2 separate regions of the Gossypium arboreum genome follow, and region 1 is linked to region 2. The links are chromatin contacts, called in public Hi-C maps. All regions are on one chromosome and are shown on one strand. Each heading gives the region's core, a stretch centred on a gene start, on an enhancer-like site or on the middle of the called end of the contact. The rest is flanking DNA. Distances are from core to core; before and after follow the strand shown.

What was found. Hi-C and Micro-C count contacts between places; a contact is called where the count stands out from the background.
Region 1: a contact with region 2 is called in a Hi-C map of leaf, with 2.9 times the contacts expected there. The contact joins the promoter of LOC108480262 here to the promoter of LOC108482925 in region 2. A contact is called at or near these places in 2 of 5 Hi-C or Micro-C datasets (both in leaf).

Annotation. Positions count from the first base shown.
Region 1 is chr6:20,576,085-20,582,162 of ASM2569848v2, forward strand. It overlaps LOC108480262 (F-box protein At5g46170), which reads right to left and starts at 2,477. Exons shown (of 2, transcript XM_017783185.2): 1 at 988-2,477; 2 at 106-638. The coding sequence starts at 2,178. The coding sequence ends at 1,000.
Region 2 is chr6:20,274,446-20,280,618 of ASM2569848v2, forward strand. LOC108482925 reads right to left here and starts at 2,470. Exons shown (of 9, transcript XR_001870979.2): 1 at 2,171-2,470; 2 at 981-1,230; 3 at 658-781. It overlaps LOC108482926 (CBL-interacting serine/threonine-protein kinase 23-like), which reads right to left. Exons shown (of 16, transcript XM_053029834.1): 9 at 5,726-5,815; 10 at 5,160-5,279; 11 at 4,951-5,073; 12 at 4,418-4,534; 13 at 3,997-4,053; 14 at 3,794-3,868; 15 at 3,519-3,597; 16 at 2,609-2,898. The coding sequence ends at 2,834.

The sequences.
Region 1 (6,078 bases), core at 1,227-3,726, 300 kb after region 2:
GGATTTGTATCACAACTAATGGAATGGAATAACAGCCGCAGCAACATCCAAGTTCCAACCGCTACCAGGCGTCTGCAGCATCTGCTTAAACTGAATTTGCCAAGATTGTGACCATAAAGTATCCATTTAACTTTGAAAAAATTACAATAAGTTTATCCAACGAAAGCTAAAAGCTAAGTTGCAAACAACATTTCTTTATGAACTTCACAAGTATATAACATAAAGCATCACATCTTCATACCTACAATATACACATAAAAGAGGGATCAGAGTTAAAGGGCTACAAATTCAAAGCTCTTACAACATCAATCTGATCACAGGTGTGCACTCTTACAAGCATATGCCGGAAATAAAAACAAGCAGCAAGTGCATTAGGCTATCAGTTGAAGCACAAAAGCCAAAACGCTTGCAGTGCATTATCAACATTCATGGATTGCTTTCACTGGCGATCCCAACCAAGGTTTTGCTTCCATAGGACACAGCACCGAGATTAAGCTACAACATGTAACAAAATTGTTGTTTGGTCATCAGCTTTCAAAAAGCATGCTATCTTCTTCCCCTTGACCATTGTGCTTGACTGCTCTCCCTGATCAATGCAAAATGAACTTCCCCTTGACCCTTGTGCTTGACTGCTCTCCCTGATCAATGCAAAATGAACTTTGAATTCAGAATAGATGAATAGATAAACCATATGAATGCAGATCCAAAACTCAAAAAAGGAATGAAGATGCTAAGGCATGCTAGTTAGATTTCAGGCAGCGCATGCATTCCGAGATGTTTCCTAGCATAATCATGTTTGCTCTCCCCTCTAATTCACAATGAATTATACAAATCAAAACGATCATAATAGAACCAGAAGACATCAAGATTCAACAGCATATTTATATTTTAAAACCATATATCTAAAGGACTAACGGTGAACATAAAGCCGCTTATGTAACAAATTAATCAGCATAGACAAGTATTTCAAGCATGTGAGAGTTTTACCGTTGCAGGGTATCAAAAGGAGTTCATCTCCAAACAATACGTTCTTCTCTTAATCAGCATCTTCGCAGCAGTCCCATAAGGCTCTTCGAAAGCAGTTGATAACCAAGAAGCATCGGAGACCTCTTTTCTAGAAGCAGATTGCTCACTGGGCCTAATTGCAACTAAAGTAGCACCTTTTAATACAACCCCGTTAGGCAATTCCAAATGAGGGGCATACCAAAGCCTCATATTCAATGCCGGCACCTGCGTCCTTTTTGAAGCTGAAGAAGCCGATAATGGCTTGACTCTCAACTCCTCAAGCTGTTCCCTGTTCATACGAAGCACCCCTTGTCCATCCGCATCGGTTAAAACCAAGGTATCCAGCGTCCTATGCTCCGCAATTATCGGTTGAAGTAAGTAATGCCTTGCTGATGCTGCGATTAACGAACTAATCGTCCAAACAACCCTTAATTTCAAGCCTCCATTGGTATAAAACGACTCTGGAATACTCCCATTATCATCACCGTTGCCGGTAATGCAATTGTTGCTGCAAAACCCATCGTTGCCATACTCCGGTACTTGCGAATGCACGTCATTAATAACGGAGGCAGCTCCAAGGATGATGCAGTTATCAAGGGTTGATCCGAAATCTGCTCTCCATTTCAACAGAACTCCATCGTCAATCCCTAACTCGCCGCTGGGTAATTCGATTCGGAGGAAACGAATCTCGTTGAAATTTCTAAGCACTTGAGTAGGGGAATGGTGGGTGACACCAGTTTGGCCCATTTCGGGATCATCATCATCAGCGGCGCGACCGACGGATGAGGAAGTGGAAGGGGCGCTAAGCGTTTCATCGAGAAGGGAGCGTTTAGGACCGAGGAATTGACCCAAAGCTTGAAGGGGTTTAACAATGCCTCCGAAGACGAGACGCAAGAGGTTGGAGAAGGGACCGGCGGGACATGACTTGTCGGAGGATGAGGAAGAAGGGGAAGAATCGTCGTCGGAGATGACACAATCGACACGAACGAGAACGTTTTCAACTTGAGGGACGAGGGAATGGAAACGACGGGAGACAAGACAGCATCGGCCGAGAGCTTTAACGTCGCCGATCTTGTTGAAGATTAAAAGAAGGAGAGAGTCGGGAAGACGGTCGAAGTGATCGAGTGGCAGGGGATGGAATCTGTGGATGGGATCTGAACGAACCGGACACATTTTTCGTTTCTCTAAATGGGATTATCTGGTTGGGAGGAGAAAAGGGGTTAGATCTGGGGGTGGGCTGAGGGTAAACCTATCGTTTTTAAGGGAAGGGAAGGGAGATAGGGCGGAGTAGGATGGAAATGGAAGGATGAGATACTTGCAAGGTTTTTGTCTTTTTCACAGAGAGAGAGAGGAAGAGAGGATTCGCGTTACAGAAAGAGAAGAAAGGTGCGAACGGGACCGGAAAAAAGAACACACACAACGTTAACTTTGTCCATCTTTGTTTTAACTGCGCGGAAGCAATTGAAACCAATAACATTAATTCATCATCAATATTTATTTATTTATTTATGATTTTTATTTATTTATTTAATTTAATCATATAAATAAATAACATTTTTATCAAATAAATAATAAAGACAACAAAAGAAATAAAGGAAGCAAAAGAACTCTTAATTATTCATCAATACGATGTTATAAAACTTCCTCAAAGTCTATATTTATAAACATAAAAAGTATACAGGATATAAAATTTTATTTCTAATGGACATTAGAGTCCTAAGATTTAATAACATTTCCTCTTAAGTGTTTATTATTAGATAATGTGCCTCGATAAAAAAAATCTTGTGGAAAAAAATTCTTAGCAAAGCGAAAAAGAAAAATGTTATGAGTGAGGAAGAACTTTGGAAAAATATATTTTGATTTTTTTAGGAATTCTAACAATAATAAGCAAACTTTGATCATGGTCATTTTATAAAAATGCATATGGGTATTTTTTTATCATTTTATAATATTCCTTCAACTATTATCCATTGAGTTGAATTTACCATATATGTTCAAATCATTTCAATTTATACAAATATTTATGCAAACATATTGAACAATTTCCCAAATTTTCTTATATGTTTCCAACATTCTAAATCCTCCTAAGATTTTAATATAATTTTTACTATATGGTGATTGTAACATCCCTAAACCGTATCTATCGTCGGAATAGGGTTATGGAGCATCACTGTACAATTGTAACATAAAACATTCATTTCCAAACATTAGATAAACCATATCATAATTCAATCAAATACATGCATATCGTCCTTTATTCAAGCCTTCAAGGCCTTAGAATCACTTTAGAAACGATTCGGGACTAAACCGAAAACAATCAGAAAGTTTAGGAAAAAGTCAAAAAATTTAAACTGTAGGAGTCACACGACCGTGTGGCCAGGCCGTGTGAGTCACACAGCTGAGACACACGCTTGTGTCTCAGGCCGGGTAACAGTCAATATAGAGACACACAATCGTGTTCCAACCCGTGTCTGTGCCCGTGTAACTCTCTGACTTGGGTCACACGGCCAAGCTACACGCCTGTGTGCCAGGCTGTGTATCTTTCGAAATGGCCTCACACGCTCATAAGCCAGGTCGTGTGCTAGGTCATGCAACTTTCGAAAAGCAACCATTAACAACCTACAGGGGACACATGATCGTGTCACCTGGCCGTGTGTCACACACGACTGAGACACACGTCCGTGTCTTAGGCTGTGTGGACAAGAAATAGGTCAAAATCAAGCCTTTTCTTTCACCCAATTTCAACAAGTACCTACAAGCCAAGTAAACCTATGATCAAGGCACCAAAACATGCCAAAATATGCATAATAAGACCATTTCAATATACCATAAGTCCATTTAACCAATATGTCATTTAGGCACCTCAAACACAACCAAGCATTCATACTTACATTTGCATCAAAATGACCATGTCTCATCCAAACAACTTTAACTAAATTCCATATCAACACATAACCTAATTGACCACATTTCAACCATGCCAACACATACCATTTTAGTCGTTTAAACCATGCATCAATTTGGCAATAAAAACACCAACCATATTACCATATTTACAAGTCAAACATAACAACTAGTTCATCAAACACAAGTCCACCTATACTTGTCATTATAACCTTGATCAAGACATTAAAAACAACCGATATAATCACTAGATAGTGTGATAAATCCCTGACTAGTTTCCAACCCGATTGAGCTTCTGATAATCTGAAATGTAAGAGAAAGGTAACCACATAAGCAATGAATGCTTAGTAAGTTTGCAAATATTTGAAACATAACTTATTATTTCAATACTAAAATACATAGATTAACACCAATACTTTAAACTTGGTATAAACCTATTGAGCACCATTCAACTCACATTTGAGTATATTTATAAACATCATATACACCTTTCATTCATAACATAATAAATTCTCATAGATTGACTTACATATTTATCAACTTTTCCTTAAAATAGTGAACCATTTCATTTAACATTCTTACCATTCCATTTTCTTAGCATATGCTTAATTACTTTATTAACTCACGAATTAGTATATTTATTCATGACATAAGTGAATTCACATATAGCATAAGTAACTTTCTTCCTTACAAGTAAGTCCTTTAACTCAACAATCATTTTATTTCATCACATTACATCACAACTATGAACTTATCATTTCATTACCTATTCTCACCCATTTCATTTGTATAACATACAAGATATAAACATAACATTAACCATAGCCACAAGCTAGTGCATTTAAGCATAACTCTTTTAAAATCGATTGCACATTAAGCCATTTCATAAGAAATTACATACATTGATTCTTACCACTCTTTCATACACATAAGCATCTTTCCATTTGGTCATTTACCATTCCAATGCATATGTTAAAAAGCTAACATAATACAATCCAACCAATAGCTTGGCACAAGCCTAAGCATCATCAACAATACATGTTAACGCATCAATTCATAATCCACTTGAATTAACATAAGATAAGTCATTAAACATGAAATACCTCACTTGAAATCATCAATTTCATGAACATAGACATACTTCAATTAACATTTTCTTTTCGTTCCTTTTTCATAATTTTCATGATATAAGTCATTTGAATACTTATTGTTCTTTCCTTTTCTTACTCATCTCATTTGCATAGTACAAAATATAAATATAAAATTTACCTTATGTTTTCTTGTCATCTACAATATCATCAGGTGAATTGAAATATTCAATTCAAACTCAAATATAAGACAATTCCATCAAAATCACTAAACAAGTTACCTTGTCGAGATTTACAATAAGATGAACGACTTACGGATAAGAGTATATCGTCAACAGAAGCTCATAAGAGCTAGTCCTCCCGAACACTCCAACGAAGCTCACAAGAGTTGAACAGAAGCTCAAAAGAACTGAACAGAAGCTCAAAAGAGCTGAACAAAAGCTCATAAGAACTTAACAGAAGCTCAAAAGAGTTGATCCACCCGAATCATGCCAAACAGAAAGTATAACACAAGAGTTTGCAACAAATACTGAACCTCGATTTACTTGGGTAATATACCGATATATCCCTCAAATACCATCTCCACTCCAAACCCCCGTAATATACCAAAGCATGAATGTACTCTAATTTCACGTTCAATCCAAATCGAGTATCAAAATCAATAATATATCTCAATTTACTATTCATTATCCACAATTAAAAACAAATATATAAGTTGTTCAATGGTAATCTACTCAATAATTCATATTGAAATTAAGTTCTAAACCGTACGAACTTACCTGGCCAAATATCAGAAATGTCGAAGTATAGGGGCTTTTTGGTGATTTTCTATTCTCCTCGATTTTCCACTCGATTTGATCTAAATTAATAATTTCATTCAATTTATTATTTTAGATAGTAAAACAATTTGTTCAATACAATTTAGTATTTTTAAATTTTTGCAAAATTTCCCTTAACATTTTACTTTTATTCAATTTAGTTCCTAAACCCAAAACATGGAAATTAACCATTTTACCCAAATTTAAGCTTAGCTGAATGTTCATAGCTTCCAATACATCCCATATTTATAAAAATTTCACAT
Region 2 (6,173 bases), core at 1,220-3,719:
AAAAAAGATAAATATCAATAGCAATTGAGAGAAGGCAAAGAGGAGAGATCAAAGCAGTGTGTATCAATATCATCATCCACAATATTAATTTCATGACAGCAAACCACCCAAAATGTTCAGTTCTATTTCTATGGTACAGAAACCAGAACAATTGTTAAGCAATCAACCTACCATAATAATAAGTAAAACCTAATTTAACATCAAGTAAGACTAAAACAAGCATAAATGGCTCAATTCATCATTCACGTTGCTGATCTAAAGAAAGTGAATGAAAGCAGAAGCAAGCATTTAGAAGCAATCACTTAGAAAAATATACAAACACACAAACATTAATGTTTCCTGTAACTTATGTTTCTTAGCTACAACAATGTCAATTTATTGCTATAAATCATTTCTTAGGAAGGCAATGAATTATAGTTCCTAATAGCACAATTCGTTTAAAGGATAAAGAAAATCATAACTGTCCAGAAACTAAGTTCTATTTATCAGTCCTCTTATCACAGTGTTGCTCATCTGTTTTCTATATATCATTAAGCATATCTGAAAGCATCAAATACCTTGAAATGCTCAAGTTTTTGTGATGATCACACTACAATGATTATATTTTCCTAGGGAGCTGAACTGCGAAAAGCAAATAATGGAATTACAGCAGCTAACCTTCAGAAGTAGCCCAGGATGGGGAGGAAGCAAAATTCAGGCATGCCCCACATGTTTCGCATGCAATTTTATCATCATCTATGTTTATCCAACCTCTCCGAGCACAAGACAATGAGCTTGTAACCTACAATTCATTTGAAAGGAGCAGTATGCCTTAAGATCATATTAATCAGACTCTATAACTAAAAGAATACTGAATCTCGTAAGTATTAAACTCAACACAGATGAAACGCATTAGCTCTAAGCAAAAACTTGAAACTTTGTATTTGAAAGTGTATCCACTAGTAAATGTACACAAAGAAGATCCCAGATCAAAAGCATACCTTAGGTTTCCCAAACCAATTCACAGGCTTAAATGTAGCCAATCGCCTGAGAAGATCTCCTCTTTCCCATGGTCGGCATGAAGTTCTTGAAGATCCAAGAGCAGACCCACCAGCAGTAGAATGGCATGAAATCCATTGGGCTTGGGATCCGACACAAGATTGAGAAGCTGCTTTGGAATTTTGGCCATGACCAGACCAGTCAACACTGCCGACATTTGTTGGAACAGCAGGGGAGGATGCACCAGCAGAACTGATAAGGAAAAGTAGCATAAATATATATATATTGAACTCCTAATGGAACATCATCTATATAACTGTTTCATATAAAATAAATGGAACAGGCATATCCACACCTCCTCACACTGTATATTAACAAATCCCTCGTATAAGTCAGTTTCTTTAACAGGAAATGACTATCCTGATAATTAATGGTATATTCCTAGTGGACGTGGAGCCAGTTTCCATCCTCTATTGGTCCCACCCTTAAAGGTAAGTAGCCACATAACAAGGTAATTAAGGACTTAGCACGTAGCAAAACAAGCATAGAAATGATAAACGGTATCATTTCTAGATCATCAAGGCTTTTCTACTCTGCTCTTCCTTTACATAACTTGAAACTAGACCAACAATTTTTGCAACAGTAAAAATACCCTCATTTATTTCGGGTCCTTAATAGCTATTTAAAAATTACAGCTTCAAAATACATTTAGTTGAGCTTGAGAGAAAAATTGAAAAACAAGATAGAAGGGATGAAATTGAGAAAAATTATAAATAACCCAGTGAACCGTCAAAACCAAAAACTGACTTTAATCTTTTCTTTTCAATTTTCTTTTTCCATTTTCGTGTTCGAGAGAAAATGCGCCTAAACTCAAAATTAGGATATCTTTAGCCGAACCCATCCTCTCATTACTTGTTCCTCACTTTCCCGGCAACCAAAAACCTTTCTTTAACTAAATCTCAATAATTTTCCACTCTCCAGGACAATTAATCCCTCAGTCTTCTTCTCGCGTCGCTTTTCCCGGCAGCCAAACACACCCAATAGAAACCTAACCTTATCCCTAAAATTCACACAGAAGAACAGAAAACAAACCCCCACTTTCACCTGAAAAATGAAGGATTGCGAAAGAAAACCCTAATTTGAGAATTGAGATGACAATGGGGGAGGGAGAAAGAGAGGTGAGAATTGGTACCTCGCAGCAGGTGTGGGATCTATGGTCCCACCAGAGCTAATAACCTCTTCTCTCATTGCAGACCCTTCCCTCCTCTTCCTTTTGGCCTAAGAAAAAAGTAAATGTTACGGCAATAATTTGATTTCGAAAGCAGAGACCAAGTGAGTCGAACTCGAAACCCGAATAATTGACATTGTCAGCTGCCTTTTACATCGTGTATATAGTTGCCAGACGCGCGTAACGCGAGCGTATGGGCTTCAATCCTTAACCTCGCTTTTACTTGTTTAGGCCTTCATTTTATTTTATAAGCAAAAATTAGGAGGATATCAACGACACTTCAATCTTCTTTAAAGGCTTACACGTTTTATTCTACGAAACTTTGTAAAAATAGTTATGTGATAAATATAGAAAGATATTTGGGAAAAAGAATTAAAGAAAGAAATAAAGTGAAACAACAGATTTTCTTTTGCTTTTCTTTTCCCCATTTTATTTATTCACAAATTCAGTTGATAGGAACATCACATTTGAGGCATATTATACAGAAGCAAATATATAGCTGGTATGAGTATATAGTAGTGCCTTCTTTTACACAAGCTTAAGTTTCTAGCAACCTCTATCGAAGAACAAGATAAATATATATTTTTTTTAATAGCCGCCGGTGACTGACAGTTCGCCCAATAGAAATCAACGGATAGCGCATTGCGACTGGGAATGCCCGTCATTGGGTGGAGAAGACCCAGCAGCACACCCTGCAATCATTGAAGGACTCAAATAAAAACCCAAAAACAAGGAGAGTTCAAAATTTTTGTCATTACTCATTGGTGCATGCTGGGAATATGAAAACATTAAACATATAAAAAATATTTTAAAAAATTAAGCATACTCATGTTCAAACACATACAATATCAACAACACTCTTGCTCAAGTCCAACCAACATATTATCTCTAACCTTAATTCAATGTAAATTTGTATAGATAAAGATAAAATCCAATACCCTGGCATGCAATATGATGGAAGGTAGATTTAATACAATTTATTTTGATTGTTGCATCATTCCAACAGAAATTAAATTTTCCCAACTGCTAATTGCTGACATACTCCAAGCCATCCACGTTAAATTCATACTGTACACACTTGAAATAATTTTGCAAAAGAGTCAAGCCTGAAGCTATCAGAGGATAACCTATATTTCCCCTAAAGAAGGGATAAGATTCCACTTAGCTAATGGGATTAACATCTCTATGTCTTAGTCCAGCAAAAATACGTTGAATCTAGATTCTCCTTCCAATAAAAAAAAAATCATAGGAGGATAGGTGATTGACAATTCAGAAGAGATGCACGCTCTTGTAGATGGAACGATATACTAACCATCCTTTTCTTCCACTTTTCCTCTGTCTGTAGTTGTCCAAACAATATCTTTTAGCCCAGTAGAGAGATTATTATAGAACTGTAAATTTAGGAAACAGTGTTATTTCAAGGTAATATCAAACCAAAGAGGAAAATATATATATCAGGTGTACTTAGAATCGGAAAACATCAAATTGACATGCTTTGCATGGCTTTACATGACCATGGTTATCAGCAAATTATTAAACAAAAGTGCCCACTGCATTAATGATACAGCACTGACATTAGGGTAATACCTTGTGAAATTCCAGGGTATCCCCTTCAGACTTTCGAAGTTCAACCATGAAAAGGGAAGGAGCCACCTGAAAAATCTGAAAAAGAAAAGAGGCAGTGTCAGGGGACATGTTATAGATAGGATCATTAATAATCATGTTCAATCAATTTCAGACAAGGTGAAACTGAAATTATGCAAAAACAATTATGACTGAGACAGAGGTACCTCTGTTGTAACAGCCAAATGACCCTTGCGTCCAGTTTTTTCTCCTAGAAGCTTCATCTGAGATGGGTGAAAAACAGGGAAATTAAACTGATTTTCTAGTCAAAGTTCTAAACTGACTACACATCATCTCAATTTAGATACATCAGAGTCTCTCTATGCAACACTCCAGTTCTATTCGAAAGAGCTTGATACCAAGACAATTACCAAATGGAGTTGGTGACAAACACAAACAAAAATGGAATCATGTTTAATATGTGTCCATCAGAAATAGCATCAGTGCTTCACTGAGCAGGTGTAGACTTGTTAATAAATGATCAAATATCATGATTAGCAAGCATGAATATTAACTGCAAATTGATCCATGTAATTTTTTGAGACGATAAACAGCAGTCAAAATGAAGAGGCTGGGTAGAGATTAAACCTTGTAGTTATTTTTCTTCACACCAAAACCCATGGGCATTGCAGTTTTTTCTATTTTTGAGATTATCTCATTAGCAGGACATTTTGATGTGAATCTTGTTTCCCGTTTAACAAGTCCCTGTAATTAGAGGAAATTGCAACCACTTTAACTTTCAAGGTTATGTATTTTGTAAGTTGACGCATAATCCAAGACTTCCACATAATGGAACATATTCTATTAGATTTGTCGGTCTAAACTTTTTGTATGATCGTATCAGTGAATATCAACCACACTGCATCAAGAACTAAAATTTCATTTTAAGCAAAATAGGACCAGTAAACAATGGGATTTAACAGGTGACTTATCAATGACATGCCTCAAGACCGTTAAAACACTTTATGCACAACTTCAGAGTTCAAGAAAATTCTAGTTCATGTCTACCACCAAAGGGGCTTTCACTTCACTGGATGAATCAAAATGTGAGATTCTCCAGGCTGTTTCCCTCTTGTGCTTAATATATCACATAGAAAGTCACGTATAACTAGCTAACATACCATTTGCTTCTCAAACAGACTACTGAGGTTGAGACCCTGCGATGTTGAGATAAGTTCAAATGCATTCATAGTAGCAGGTACGAAAGACCCTTCTTCACACAGTTCAACAAGGTTCCGAGAATCCTGCAACAAAAATCATGCATCCAGATTCATTTTATTGCATCAATGCCACAAAACCGCATTCAGTATGTGAAAAACACAACTCTTACACTTGATTCGTTGAAAATGGCATCCACATCATCAAGACTAACATCAGCTCGCTCAAACCTAGGTAGGATAAATCCTTTCTTAAACCACTCATTCTCAATAATCTCCGCAACTGTTATCCTCTGGTTCAATCACAAATAATGAGTGAAAATCATATCCAAGAAAAAACGGGTTAATATAATATTTGGCCCCTAAACTCTGAGATTGTACCACATCATTGAAATTTTAAAAACTATATATAAAATCTAAAACTTAATAAAAAATATGATGACATGGCACAACATCAGAGTGCCACATTATCATACTTTTATGAAATCCAAGCTCAGGGATCAAAATAGGAAAAGCTGTGAAGTTTACCAAAGTGGTAAAAAAAAAAGTGCAGGTACCAAAATGGACCTAGTTGCTAAGGTCAAAGGCCAAAAAATTGCATTGACCCAAAAAAATTAAAGAGAACGTCAAGGCCTGCAACCTTTGGGGGAAATTGAATTAAAAATGCTACCGGAAACAAAAAGAAATTGAAAATGGGAGAAAGAAAGCATTGAGCAAAGGGCAAGAGACAAGAACTTACTGTTAATGGATTAGGATCTAGGATTCTCTTGATTAATTTCTTTGCACTTGAGGAGAACCATGGAGGACAATCGAAGTCAGCCTTAAATATCTTCAGTTACATAAACTTCATTAGAGAAATCATTTTAAATGCAGAAGACAAAATCATTAATCAGCATTAATCAGCAGTATCACAGCATTGTTGTGCGTAGATACAAACACAAAAGTTAACTGTTTCTCTGAGCTTATTTGTGTGCACATTAACTTTTCTTACCGACATTTCCAAGGTACTGTCCTTTCTGGCTATGACTTAAACTACCTCTATGGACTAGTGATGGTTTCCCAAGCCAACTACCACAGATAACTTAGACTTTCAATATTCATTTATATTTCTTCAAAACAATTCATTTTATTCTTTAAAGTAACAATAATGATTGAGGAAGCAAATGCTGGCTAACAATAGGGATACT